Linked DNA regions of Mus musculus: region 2 is linked to region 1. Evidence: chromatin contacts called from public Micro-C data. All regions are on one chromosome and are shown on one strand. The core of a region is the stretch at or near the end of the contact, and the rest is flanking DNA. Distances in the headings are between cores, read along the strand shown.

Region 1 (5,915 bases), core at 1,758-4,257:
AATTATGACAAGTTGTACTCTGACCACCACATGTATATGTGGCACAAATGTAGGGGCTTCCCCCTCCCCCCCCCCCACACACACTCAGTGTAATGAAGAAATTAACAGCGATACCCCAGAGCTAAAACTATGATGCAATCAAAAGCCCCCATTACCCTGAAGTGGAGTTTCCCTGGCTGGCTCCGGATTGCTCGGGGGATGGGAAGGAGCAACAGGAGGCACAACAGATGCATGATCCTCTGTCCACTCTAGAAGAAAGAGAAGAAGCAGTTTCGTGATTTGTCTCTGAACAGCCAAGCCACTTACCTTCTTAGTAATAGTCAGACCAATGAATCAAAAGTAGGTGGTGTGGTGGTTTGAGTATGTTTGGCCCAGGGAGTGGCAGTATTAAGGGGTGTGGCCTTGTTGGAGGAAGTGTGTCGCTGTGGAGGTGGGCAAAGAGAGCTTCCTCCTAGCCTCCTGAGGATGCCAGTTTTCTGATTGCCTTCAAGCCAAGATGTAGTTCTTTAGCACCATATCTGTCTGGAAGATGCCATGTTTCCAGTCATGATGATAATGGACTGAACCTCTGAACCTGTAAGCCAGCCCCATCCAATTAAATGTTGTCCTTTATAAGAGTTGCCTTGTTCATGTTGTCTTTCACAACAATGGAAACCCTCACTAAGTCTGTGAGCAAAAGCAGCAGCCCTCCCTCCCTTTGTGGTAAGGTCAGTGAAATATCTCTCTCTCTCTCTCTCTCTCTCTCTCTCTCTCTCTCTCTCTCTCTCTCTCTCATTAAAGAAATATGGCACAACTGGTAAAAATCTGACTTTAAAGGTTTTAAGTGAAAACCAAATTTTGGTTTTCTTTTCCTTTGTTTTTTCAGGTATGGATTTGCTTGAAGGTAGCCATGTGAGAAAGGACCTTCTTAAGGCTCAGTGAGGGGTGCGCTGGTCTGCAGAGCCTACCTGTCTTGCCTGGTAAGTTGGATGAAAATATACGCCATTATTTTGTTGCGGCACTAACTTCTGTTGTCTCTGAAACTCAAAGGGAAGCTACTGCCTGTAACATCTTGCAGTGAGTGATCTTTAAGATGTAAAGCAGTCACCTTCCCTTAGCTATATGCCCACAGCTCAAACCACATTTGCTGGGACTACTATCTTTAAAAATATCTTTAAAAATATTTTTAAAAGTTATCCTTAAATTAAAAAGGGAATTAAGCCAGAGAACTTTTCAGCTGGTGCATAGGGGTAGTAGAGAGTAAAGCATGGTTTACCAGCTAAACTGGGCTCAATGTCTGCCTTATAGAAGTACATGGCATAAATGCTTTTCATTCATTCATTCACTTACTACTTATTTATTTGGATTTTTCGAGACAGGGTTTCTTTGTGTAGCTCTGGCTGTCCTGGAACTTACTATGTAAACCATGTTGGCCTTTCACATTTTTAAAAGGTTAAAATTGAGTATTTTCTGATACACGAAAATTAGAGATTCAAATGGGTGTTCATGAATAAAGTTTTATTGACACACAGAATTGCCTATATTTATATATTATCTGTATCTGTTTTACACTATAAAGATGAGTAGTTATTACAAGAACTATGTAACATCAATGCTAAAACATTTGTGATGTTTATATATATTTATAGTAGTAACATTTGGCTACTCCCATAGTTTAAGGACTATATTTGATTATGTTCAAGGACTCAGTGCTTGCTTGGGTAGATACTTGGTGTGATGAGGTCCTCAGTACAATTTCTAGCACCATACACATTTAAAATATATAGTATATAAATTAATTATGTTAAATATTTAATATATAAATTAATTAAATATATAATAATATATAGCATATAATATGTATTATATATAACGTGGGAACAAAAGTGTTATAGTTCATATTCACATAATTGATATTATACTTAGATGGTATAAAGCCTACCACTGAAAGATTTAATGAAAAATTAGGAAAACCTTAAATATTAATAAATGGATAGCTACATATTAGTAGAAACACTCATTACGTAGCACATCTTTTAGCCATTAAAACTATGAGTCAACTCAAACCTTCAAGCAGGTTTAAGAAATAAAAAGTGAAAAAAAGTTGCTCAAATGAAATATATTTACTCACAAAATTATTCTTGGTTTTGGTATTTGTGATTTTTATTTACCAGAAAAATTCTACACAGTGAGCCCCTAAGAATGGGATGGGGCAAGCACTGGAAGATTTAATGTTCCCCCCTCTTCCTGGGTTATTTTGATTTCTCTAAAGAATATGAATTTGTTTGGGGCAGTGGTGGCACACGCCTTTAATCCCAGTACTTGGGAGGCAGAGGCAGGCGGATTTCTGAGTTTGAGGCCAGCCTGGTGTACAGAGTGAGATCTAGGACAGCCAGGGCTACACAGAGAACCCTGTCTTGAAAAACCAAAATAAAATAAAAAAAAAATAAAAGAATATGATTTGTGACTTCCCAGAAGCATGCAGATCCTTCTGTACGGCGTTTCTAACGTGAAAAAGGAGCCTAGTGCCCAGAAACTCTGCTTAAATGTTACACAGGGATCACCATGCAAATGCTGCAGGGGCCCAAATTCCCTCAGCTCCGCAAGTTAAATTCCATCCAAAGCAAGGCAGAGGTCTGAGCGCTATGCAGGGGCGCCCCCTTCTGCAGTGTGCTGGGGTGTGCTGTTGGAGGGAGGGGTGACTAGAGGAGAAAAGAATCTATCATCAAGGCCAGCTCTGACCACACGGGGGTGACAGTGCCTAGGCTTTACCCCACACTCCCAGCTCAGGGAAATGCCTCCAGCAAAGAAGCCAACCTTCTGGCTGCGGTGGCTGAGGCTGCTGCTGTTGCTGCTGCTGTTCAAGCTGTTTCTTCCGTTTGGCTTCTAGGACTGGGTTTTCATATTGCGTCTTCCTGTTGATGTGGCTGGGAAGAAAGGAAAGCAGTTCTCAGGGAGGAAATACTCATTCTAGCAAGAAAAGGCCGGGCAAATCGATTAGTTGAGGCACAGCAGAGGGTCTGGAGTGGATATGCAGATAGACATAAACACAGCTCCCATTATGGCTGTGTATGTGCAGTGAGACCTAGGGTGTGGTTGGAATGCATCTTACTAGAAATCCCTAGCAAATGTCCTGAGGCAAATAGCTTTACTCACCAGCGGAAAGCCCTTGTTTACAGGGAACCTGTTCCCAGAGCCCCAGTGAATGCTGGAGCCCAGGATAGCGTCCAATCCAATATGAATATGGTTTTCCCTCTGCATCTGTACACACCTATGACCCAGTTTAACTTATAAAACAAGCACAGCAACAGATCAACAGCAACAATTCACTGTAGCCCTCAGTAGTTTCCACATATGATTTATTTCCTTAGCCACTTAAAGGAACTTCTGCCTGCCTCTTCAGCACGTTCCAATTGCCCACGCTGTGACCTTTGTGCTCTGGGCCTATCAGGAAGTTAAATAAGGGACATTTGAACACAGTGTATGACAGTGTATGACACTGTGACAGCTGACCTTGTAACTGAGCTGGCCACCAAGTGACTGATTGACAGGCAGTGCATAAAGCTTAGCTGCACTGGATGAGGGGTGCTTTGTGGCCTAATCTCCATGGAGCAGCAAGGAAAGAGACCTTACCGTGCCCTGAATGACACCCAACTTGAAACTTAAATTTTATTTATTTTTTTCTAAAGTTTTCTATGCCATTTTTTTTTTCAAGCAACAATTCACCTTGAGTATGTGAAGCATGTAAGTGTGGACACAATAGTATTTCATGTGGGGATGAGAAGTACGCCTCTGTGTAGTTCTCTTTGTGTGGCATTATTAACTAGTATGCTCACTCAGCTATGCTTGCTTTTGAATTCAAGGGCTTGAGCCAGTGACTCTACCCCTATTTCAAAGCTAGCATCTGAGAGGGGGGGGGTACATTAAATTCACCAAGAAGTACACTCTGAATTACTAAGAATTAAGAGTCAACTGGAGCTGGGATGTTGTCTGTGGTCTACAATAGCAAAACTCTTGAATGGCTTTACATAGCAAGGTATGGAGAAGCCTAAGGGTGAAGTCAAAAGGACTCCACTAACATCTGTCAATTATGGCAACCCAATGAATGACCAAGAGGAAAGACCAAATTCACAGCCTATAGGCAATGATAGTTCTAAGGTAGTTAAACTATGTGAATGCAATGTATTTAAAGTGACAAAGATCCAGACATTTTAGATGACTCTGTCACTAGTAAGGCCGGGCAAGCACACGCACTTACCCCCACAACGCACACACATCAACATACACCCATCATCCACATGAGTGTTTCTGTGTGATGGCCTTATTTATTTTGTATTTATACTAAGTATAAATACATGTATATATAGATGGTTTCACATATACATATGTGTGTATGTACACGTGTATGTACTCCTTTAGCCAAAACAACAGTTCATTAGAAGTTTGGGGGCATACCTATTACGTTACTATTTAAAACATCAAGTATTGCTTTTGAAAATGAGACTTTTTCTTTTAAAGAATAGTTTATCAAATAGGGTGGACAGATTATCTTTAATTCTTATTAAAAGGATATTTGCCTCTTTGTTCCTTTAGACAATCTCATGTAAGAAATTGCCTAGCACTAGCATGCCCTGTGGATCTGCCATGAAAAGACCGAGAAGCAAACCTTGTAAGTTCTGTCTTCCCACTTCGGGACCTGGTTTCTTCTTGGTTCATAGTGGTACCCAGCTGCATCCTTTCTTACTAAATGCACAAGCTAGCTAAGTACCAATGCAAGCCCGGCCTTGCCTGGCAGCAGCCTCTCTGTTTGTCAATATAAAAGATCTTCAGAGCTCACAAAGGACGTGTACTTTATGAAGGTCAATAAAAATGACTTTGCTTGTATCTGATGTTGAAGTTTCTCCCTGTTCTGTAGAGGGGAATCAGGCCTTGTACTGGTCAAGGGCACTTGCTATACTGAACTCCTGCAACTGCTTTACAGTAAGACGCTGGCATCTTATTGCAGCCTGGCATTTTTACATAATATGTTCCTATTATTGGGGCATTATACAAGTGACTTTTTATTGCCAGCAACATGAGAAAGAGAAAGGAGGCCTTTTATCTTCACTGTGGCATGAAGGACAATAATGACACAAAATTCACATGGTGCTTGTCTTGTTCAAAGGAACTGTTACAGTTTTCTCTCTTTCCTTAGAGGAAAAGCTGCGATATATGTTGATATTGATGTTTGCAGTATTCTACCTCTTGGTTATTGTTAAAATTTTTTTTTAGCATCCTGCTAATCAATGATTTTAGTAACATGACAAAGTACATGTCCAATGCTAGAATGAAGTCTATAGTAAAGAGATCACACTACAGGCTGAGAATCCTGGGAGAGGCCAGGAGGGACAGATAACAGGCCCTGCATCTTATCCCAGTTTTCCACTTCCTTCTTACTCTTGGCAAAGTTTCATAAATTATTAAGATTTGTCTAACCCTTTTAGAATGGCAGAGTGAATAAATAATTGCTATGAAGTTCAGACCTAGGCATCAAAATAAGAGCAGTCAGGCTGCTCTGAAAAAGCACAAGCTTTCTGTAGTTTTTAATCGGCTCTCCTGCAGCCAGCTCTTCACTACCACTCGCTGAGAACCTGTGGTGCACACTGGGTCTTGGGGATTCGGAAGTTAACAAAAGCCATGTATACCGACTTCCTTTCTGAATTTCTCCAGGTTTGGTGAATATTTGCTTACTCACTAAACTCTTCCTCTTTCCATTATAAAATTAATAATATCATGCTGAACCTTGTAACAATGCTAAGATGTGTTTCGTATAATATACACAATGGCCCAGGAGTGCAAAATCTATATGTGGAATATCCACGGACACTTACTCTACATAGTAGACACCGTAGACAGGGTCTTCAATCTTTTCCCAGCCAGCAGGCAACTCTGAAAAA
Region 2 (5,915 bases), core at 1,434-3,933, 92 kb after region 1:
CAAAGACGGGGGAATCAAAAGGCTCTGGGTGTTTACAAAAGAAGCCCATCCCTTGAAAAGTGTAGGCAGGGATGTGCATCACACATAAAGCACCTCACTCTAGTTTCCATGATCTGGAACCCTGCAACCAGCTCCCAGACCATGAGGGCCCACATCAGCCTGACCCTGTCCAGCACCATCTCTCCTCTAGTCAGAGTGTTCTGGAGTGACCACAAGACCCAGATAATTGGGCTGGATTTGATAGCAGGATGTGAGTTGTAATCACTGCGAAAAAGAAACTTGTGGTTAAAGGACTGGGGCATAGAGCTGCTAAAAACAACGCATTCCCACCAAAGCTGGGCTTATGACATCAACACATCAGAAGACAGAACAGAGACCCTGGGATAAACCCCTAATGTGCTCTGGCCACTGAGATCTGGCCAATGCCTGCGCTATTTTTGCTCTTACCAAGTATCCAGTGAGTTTTCTTTTCTACCACCAGAATGAATTGGTATTCGGGGTGTTGCTGAGGAGAGCACAGGAGTGGCGTCCTCTGTCTCTACACAATGAACCACAACCCACATTCTCTAACCTTAGGTGCAGATGTTATGCATTTAAACCCAGGTGTTGTCTGGGTTGTATGAGGCAGGACAGGAAGACAACGAAAACTTAGGGACAAGGGAAAGAAGCCCCTCACTCTGGAGTCTAGATGAGGTCTCAAATAGGGGGTACCTTTGAATCGAATTCTACTCCTGTTTGGGCTAGAAACCTATATCTGAGAATCTCCCTATGATTTCATTTATTGAAGAGGGAGAAGAAAAAAAGAAAAAGACAAAAAGAAAAAGTGGGAGAATAGCTGGAAGATGGGAGAGAGAGAAAAAAATGAAGTTTCTTAGAAATGCTCCTAACAATGTAATTTCAGAAGCTACCCAAATGGTACATACATTTTTGGCCCTATTGCCAAGGTATTTAAATCAGTGCTGTCTCTGTCTGTCTCTGAGCCTTAAACTTGCAATGCTGTTAAACAAAGTTGAACTTGAACTGCTAATTCTTCTGCCTCCATCAGCCAAGTGCTAGGTTACATGGTTACATGCCTCTCCCATCATGGCCAGCTGTTAGGCTCTCTTTTGAGAACCGAAAGCCATGTCTTGGTGTCTACATACTGCCCTTCACCAAGGTACATCTCTCCTGCTCTAATGTCTGCATCAAATCCATGCTAGATTCCAGCCTTGCTTCACACTGAGTCATTCTGAAATTCTTCTCTGTGATGAAGCCAGGAATCCTGGCTTCACCAAAGTAGAAGCCTCTAAAGAAAGCCCCTAGGCTGCCCCAGCGGAAACAGTATTGAAGCTGTCTCCAGCTCTCCTGGTCCCTGACAAATAAATCAGCCACATACAGTGAGGCCAACATGCCTTTGCTCCCGCCCTCTTCTGTCCACTCCTACTGTGATACTACAAAGACATTGTTTCCCCCTGAAAGCTATGCTCAACCCTCTTAGGAAGACCCAGCCTCTGGTGTTTCCCTACCATGTCATCATGTTCTACATCTTCCCGTAGCATCTGCTATAAGCATCAGTCTACTGTTCTATGCTCATCATTCTCTATAAACTGTACTACATCACCTGCATCACCCCATGGCTGAATGCTCAACATTCAGAAGAAGACATAGGATGGAAACAGTGAAGATGGGTGGGTTCTAAATGAGAGTCTCCAAAGGCTGGCTGGCTAAGCTTTGTAAGAAAAGTCAAATTCAGGTGATTGGCATCAGATTCAAATGTTTCCAAAATAACTTTCCAAACCCTCTCCTTCCACTGCAGAATCACTGGAGTGTGACATGAAAGGAAGCAGTCACTCACTGTCATAGAAACAGTAGGACCATTTACATTCTCAGTTAACACACGGGTCAAAACCAGGAGACACTGCTGGGAACCAGGGGAGTAACAGCTTCAACAGACAACAAACACCACAGTCAGGAATGATCCTTTATGTGGTACAAACCCAAGGGCTATCCTTTAGTCAGGCTGAAGGGCACGCAGCATCCTTTTTCTGATCTGTCCCTCTCTCAAATCCTGAGACATTTCTCTTGTGTGCCAAGTACTTTCTGAAACATACATTCAAAAATCAATCACGTGAAAGGAGATGCATAATGCGACACTCCCAGATATGGCAGATAAAATATAACGGTGTCTAAAAGAAGTGTGTAATTGGACTAAAAAAATAATTACTGCATCAACGTGGTTCTCATCAATCAGCAAGATCTGTTAGAGACTATAATCTCAGCTAATATAGCCCAACGTCAATTTATGTCCAATATAGATGAACCCCAAACAGCCATGTTCTCTCCCTTTGCCCTTGCATCCTCACTATCTCCTCCCCCCTCAGGGAAACAAGGCACACATGCACACACATAAACTACCACCAAACAGAACTTTCTCCACTGCTCCCAGGGGGCCATTTGAAAGAAAATACCATTCTCTAGGGAACAAGAATACCACCCCCTGGGGAGGCCCTGTCCTTTTAACCTGTCTCTGAGTTTGTGATTGTGGGCCAAAGCATATGTGCTCAATAACAGGAGTGTAAGGAAACATATGTTAAGTAACTCTGCAGCACAACTTGGGATGAAAAGCAGGGCACTGCTTTGCCTGCTGCTGGAAACACAAAGGAATTGGCCTTCCCAGCTTCAGATGGGGTGTGTGCAGCTAGTTAGCATGTGAATCGGTTGCCCTGCATGGAGCACTTTCTGAAGACATGACAGGTGGCTCTTCACAGAACTACAGCATATGCACCAAATGTCCCTCTCACTGTTTCATCAGTACTTTGTCAAGTATGTTTTCCTTCTAGGATTAGAAACACAGAGGACTTCTTGGTCACTGGCAAGGCGTTCTAAACAGAGCAGGATCAGCCCCCGCTATAAGGGCAGCAGCTCTGCCTCCCTGCACATTCTGTTATGAAGGAAATGTGTTTCTGCTTCCTCACGAATCTAAGGCAACATTCAGATCAAATCACAGGCTGAAAGGGCTTGGCAATCAGATAGGCTCAGAGGGAAGTCCGAAGCCACACGCCAGGCCGACTCAGACACTCGGTAGCTAAGGCAATCATCACCACCAACAGAAGACTTCTTAATTTGTATTTGCTACTGGACCACTTTATCTAAAATAGCAATGTGCCCTTTATTCCATCAGCTCATGCTGCTTTATTACGCTCCACTGAAGTATGCATCACCACTGGCATTTTACATTTCTTTTGGGTTTATATATTACCTTTTTTTTTTCTAATTGAGAGGAAACAGGATCTAATGCAGAACAAGCTGGCTTCGAACTCAGTGCTGCAGATGAGACCTGCCTTAATTTCCCGACTCACACCTTTACCTCCTGGGATTAGAGGTATTCCTCCCCAGATCCACTTCTATATCCCTGCTTCATAATGGGGAGCTTGGTGAAGCTTACTGCTATATGCACAGTACCAAGAAGAAAGAGAATCCCATAGCTAAAAAATAGGAGACTAGATATAAATCTAAAATATATAAAGAGCTATATATTTTTTATTTGTTTTGAAAAGGACCTGTATTATAATAAAAAGGATCTTTTGTTTTTGTTTGGGGGGCAGGGTCTCATGTAGCCTAGGTTGGCCTTAAACTCAAAGTGTAACAAAGGCTGACCTTGAATTTCCGATCATCCTGTTTCCGTATCCCCTGGGCTTAGAGATGTACCATCAATCATGGTATATCCAGAGCTAGAAGCTGAACCCACCAGGGCTTTGGGAATGTTATACAAGCACTCTACCAACTGAGCTACATCCCTAGCTGTGTTTTGACCAAGGAGTTTTGATATAGTAGATATTGATCTAAAAATAAAAATTATCACTTTTTTCCCCCAACAAACAGACATCATAGTGCATTTCCAGAAGCTTCCTGAGAGCAGTGGAGAGCTCAAGGCCCTTCAGCTCTGCCTCTCAGGGCTTCCGTTCATCTACCCCGAGTTTCATCCACACTGTACGACCACACCTTTCCCGATGAACTGACCCTCTCGCTTCTTGCTCAGGGCAACAGCAAACGTAGCCATGCTGATGGCACACAACGACCAGTGTGCTGTGAGAGGGAAGGACGAGGAAGAGCAGCAGCAAGGTGCTGCTTAGCTTCATGGTTCCCGGTGGTGGAAGGAAGAACCAGCCTGCCTCCATTTTAGGCTTAAAAAAAATCTTAGCTGTAAAGGCAAACCCGGTTCATTCCTGTTTATGACTAAACCTCTGTTTCACAAGGATTATACTATGCCCCACCTGTAACCTTAACTACAAATGCTTCTGTACTGCCTGTTCCAGGCATGGCAATCATGTCTTTGTTTTTAAAAGTTGTTTATGACCACCTTGCAACCCTGCCTTCATTTCCAAAGGGCTATATGGCCACCTATGACTGCCTGCTGTCTTATTACCTTATTATGCCCTCCTTGCAAGCATGTCTTTGTTTCAGGAGGTTGTTAGGAATAGTTTGCTATGCTTATGTTCTCCTCCTATAACTCTACCTATGTTGCCTGACAAATTTCACATTTGGAAATTCTAGCCCCCTATTCCTGAGCTAGAAAAGCCTTGCCTTCCTCATGCCCAGTGCTGACCTCTCTGAATCTGTCTTATGGGAGGTAGCTCCTGTACATAAGTTTAAAAGCTTGCTTTAACTTATCGTTTGCTTTAATTAATTTGGCCATGATGATTTGAGTCTGAGGTCGTCCTCCTTCCATCTTTGAGATGAATAGCAGTAAGCCCTCAAAAGCCCTGAGTGTTCCTCAGTCTCTGAAGGGCAAGGAACAAAAGCACTAGTGTTGTTGGGTTTGTTTGTTTGTTTGTTTAAGATACTCAAGCACAAATCAGGAATGTTTTCTTAGGCAAAGGCAGGAGAATCATGGATTTGACAATATTCTGAGCTATACAGTAAGTTCCTATCTCAAAACTCCCAAGAGTTAGGAGTGTAGCTCAGTATTAAGACACCTTCACAGATGCAAAAGACCCTTGGTCCTGAGCTCTGAAGACAATGTCTGTGCTCTTTTAAGAAAATCTGTCTAGAGAAAACAGTAATCTGAATGTACATTAAAACATAACAATATGTTTCATGTTTATTTAAAAAAGAGAAACTGCCAGACATGTGATCCACATGGCTGAGGCAGGAGGGTCAAGTACAAGGTCAGCCTGGGCTTATCATGAGACATAGTTTCTATCGGAAGGGATGAAGAGAAAGGAAGGAAGGGGAAAAAAGAAAACTGAATAAATGGAAGAAATTTATCATTGTAGACAGTTAACGATCACCTTTCTGTTCTCATGAGAAGATACTATTCAGTAACCAAAAATTTGTATTTGAGAAAAACATCACACAACAATCATGATGTGTTGATATATTATATGAAGAGGATAAAAACAGTATAGACAGTGCATTATCATGAGTCAATATCTAGTGGGAGTTATAGAATCAGTTGTAGATAACTAAGGGAGATACAGTTGAATACCCATTGTGATCACGGATAGATTATAAAATTAATAATTTTTCTTATATTTTCAAAATCTTATATTTTCTAGAACACCTCCAATGAATTATTGACACCTCATGTATACACTGCAACATATATATATATATATATATATATATATATATATATATATATATACATACATACACACACACACACACACACACACACACACACACACATATATATATATATATGGCTGGCAAGATGGCTCAATGGGCACTCCAGCAAAGGCAGAGGCAGGTACATTTCTATGAGTTCAAGGTCAGCTTGGTTGACATAATAAGTTCTAGGACAGCCAGTGCTACATAATGAGACCCTGTTTCAAACAAACAAATGAACAAACAAATAAATATAGCTCCAAACCTTACAGAGGCCTCTTCTTAAGGCACTCATTCCACAGTTCTCCATGATATGCAGTCTCTAT

What was found. A called contact is a pair of places that touch in the nucleus more often than the background predicts.
Region 2: a Micro-C map of stem cell-derived motor neurons shows a contact between it and region 1, with 2.6 times the contacts expected there. The contact joins two enhancer-like sites. A contact is called at or near these places in 1 of 15 datasets of contacts at CTCF or cohesin (embryonic stem cells), 13 of 484 Hi-C or Micro-C datasets (the G1E-ER4 cell line, the HPC-7 cell line, brain and 6 more) and 1 of 9 other capture datasets (embryonic stem cells).

The regions. Positions count from the first base shown.
Region 1 is chr6:93,754,859-93,760,773 of GRCm38.p6, forward strand. Magi1 (membrane associated guanylate kinase, WW and PDZ domain containing 1) reads right to left here. Exons shown (of 24, transcript NM_001029850.4): 8 at 5,850-5,907; 9 at 2,797-2,906; 10 at 156-248. Among named protein-coding and RNA genes, the nearest start is that of Gm23035, 36 kb to the right of the region's middle. Within about 2 kb of position 3,008, at least 78 of the 459 cell types and tissues checked have an H3K27ac peak or open chromatin away from gene starts, as enhancers often do. A contact at or near this core is called in brain, embryonic stem cells and stem cell-derived motor neurons, where this site is marked.
Region 2 is chr6:93,846,783-93,852,697 of GRCm38.p6, forward strand. All of the region lies in intron 2 of Magi1 (membrane associated guanylate kinase, WW and PDZ domain containing 1), which reads right to left. Among named protein-coding and RNA genes, the nearest start is that of Gm22840, 41 kb to the right of the region's middle. Within about 2 kb of position 2,684, at least 54 of the 459 cell types and tissues checked have an H3K27ac peak or open chromatin away from gene starts, as enhancers often do. A contact at or near this core is called in brain, embryonic stem cells and stem cell-derived motor neurons, where this site is marked.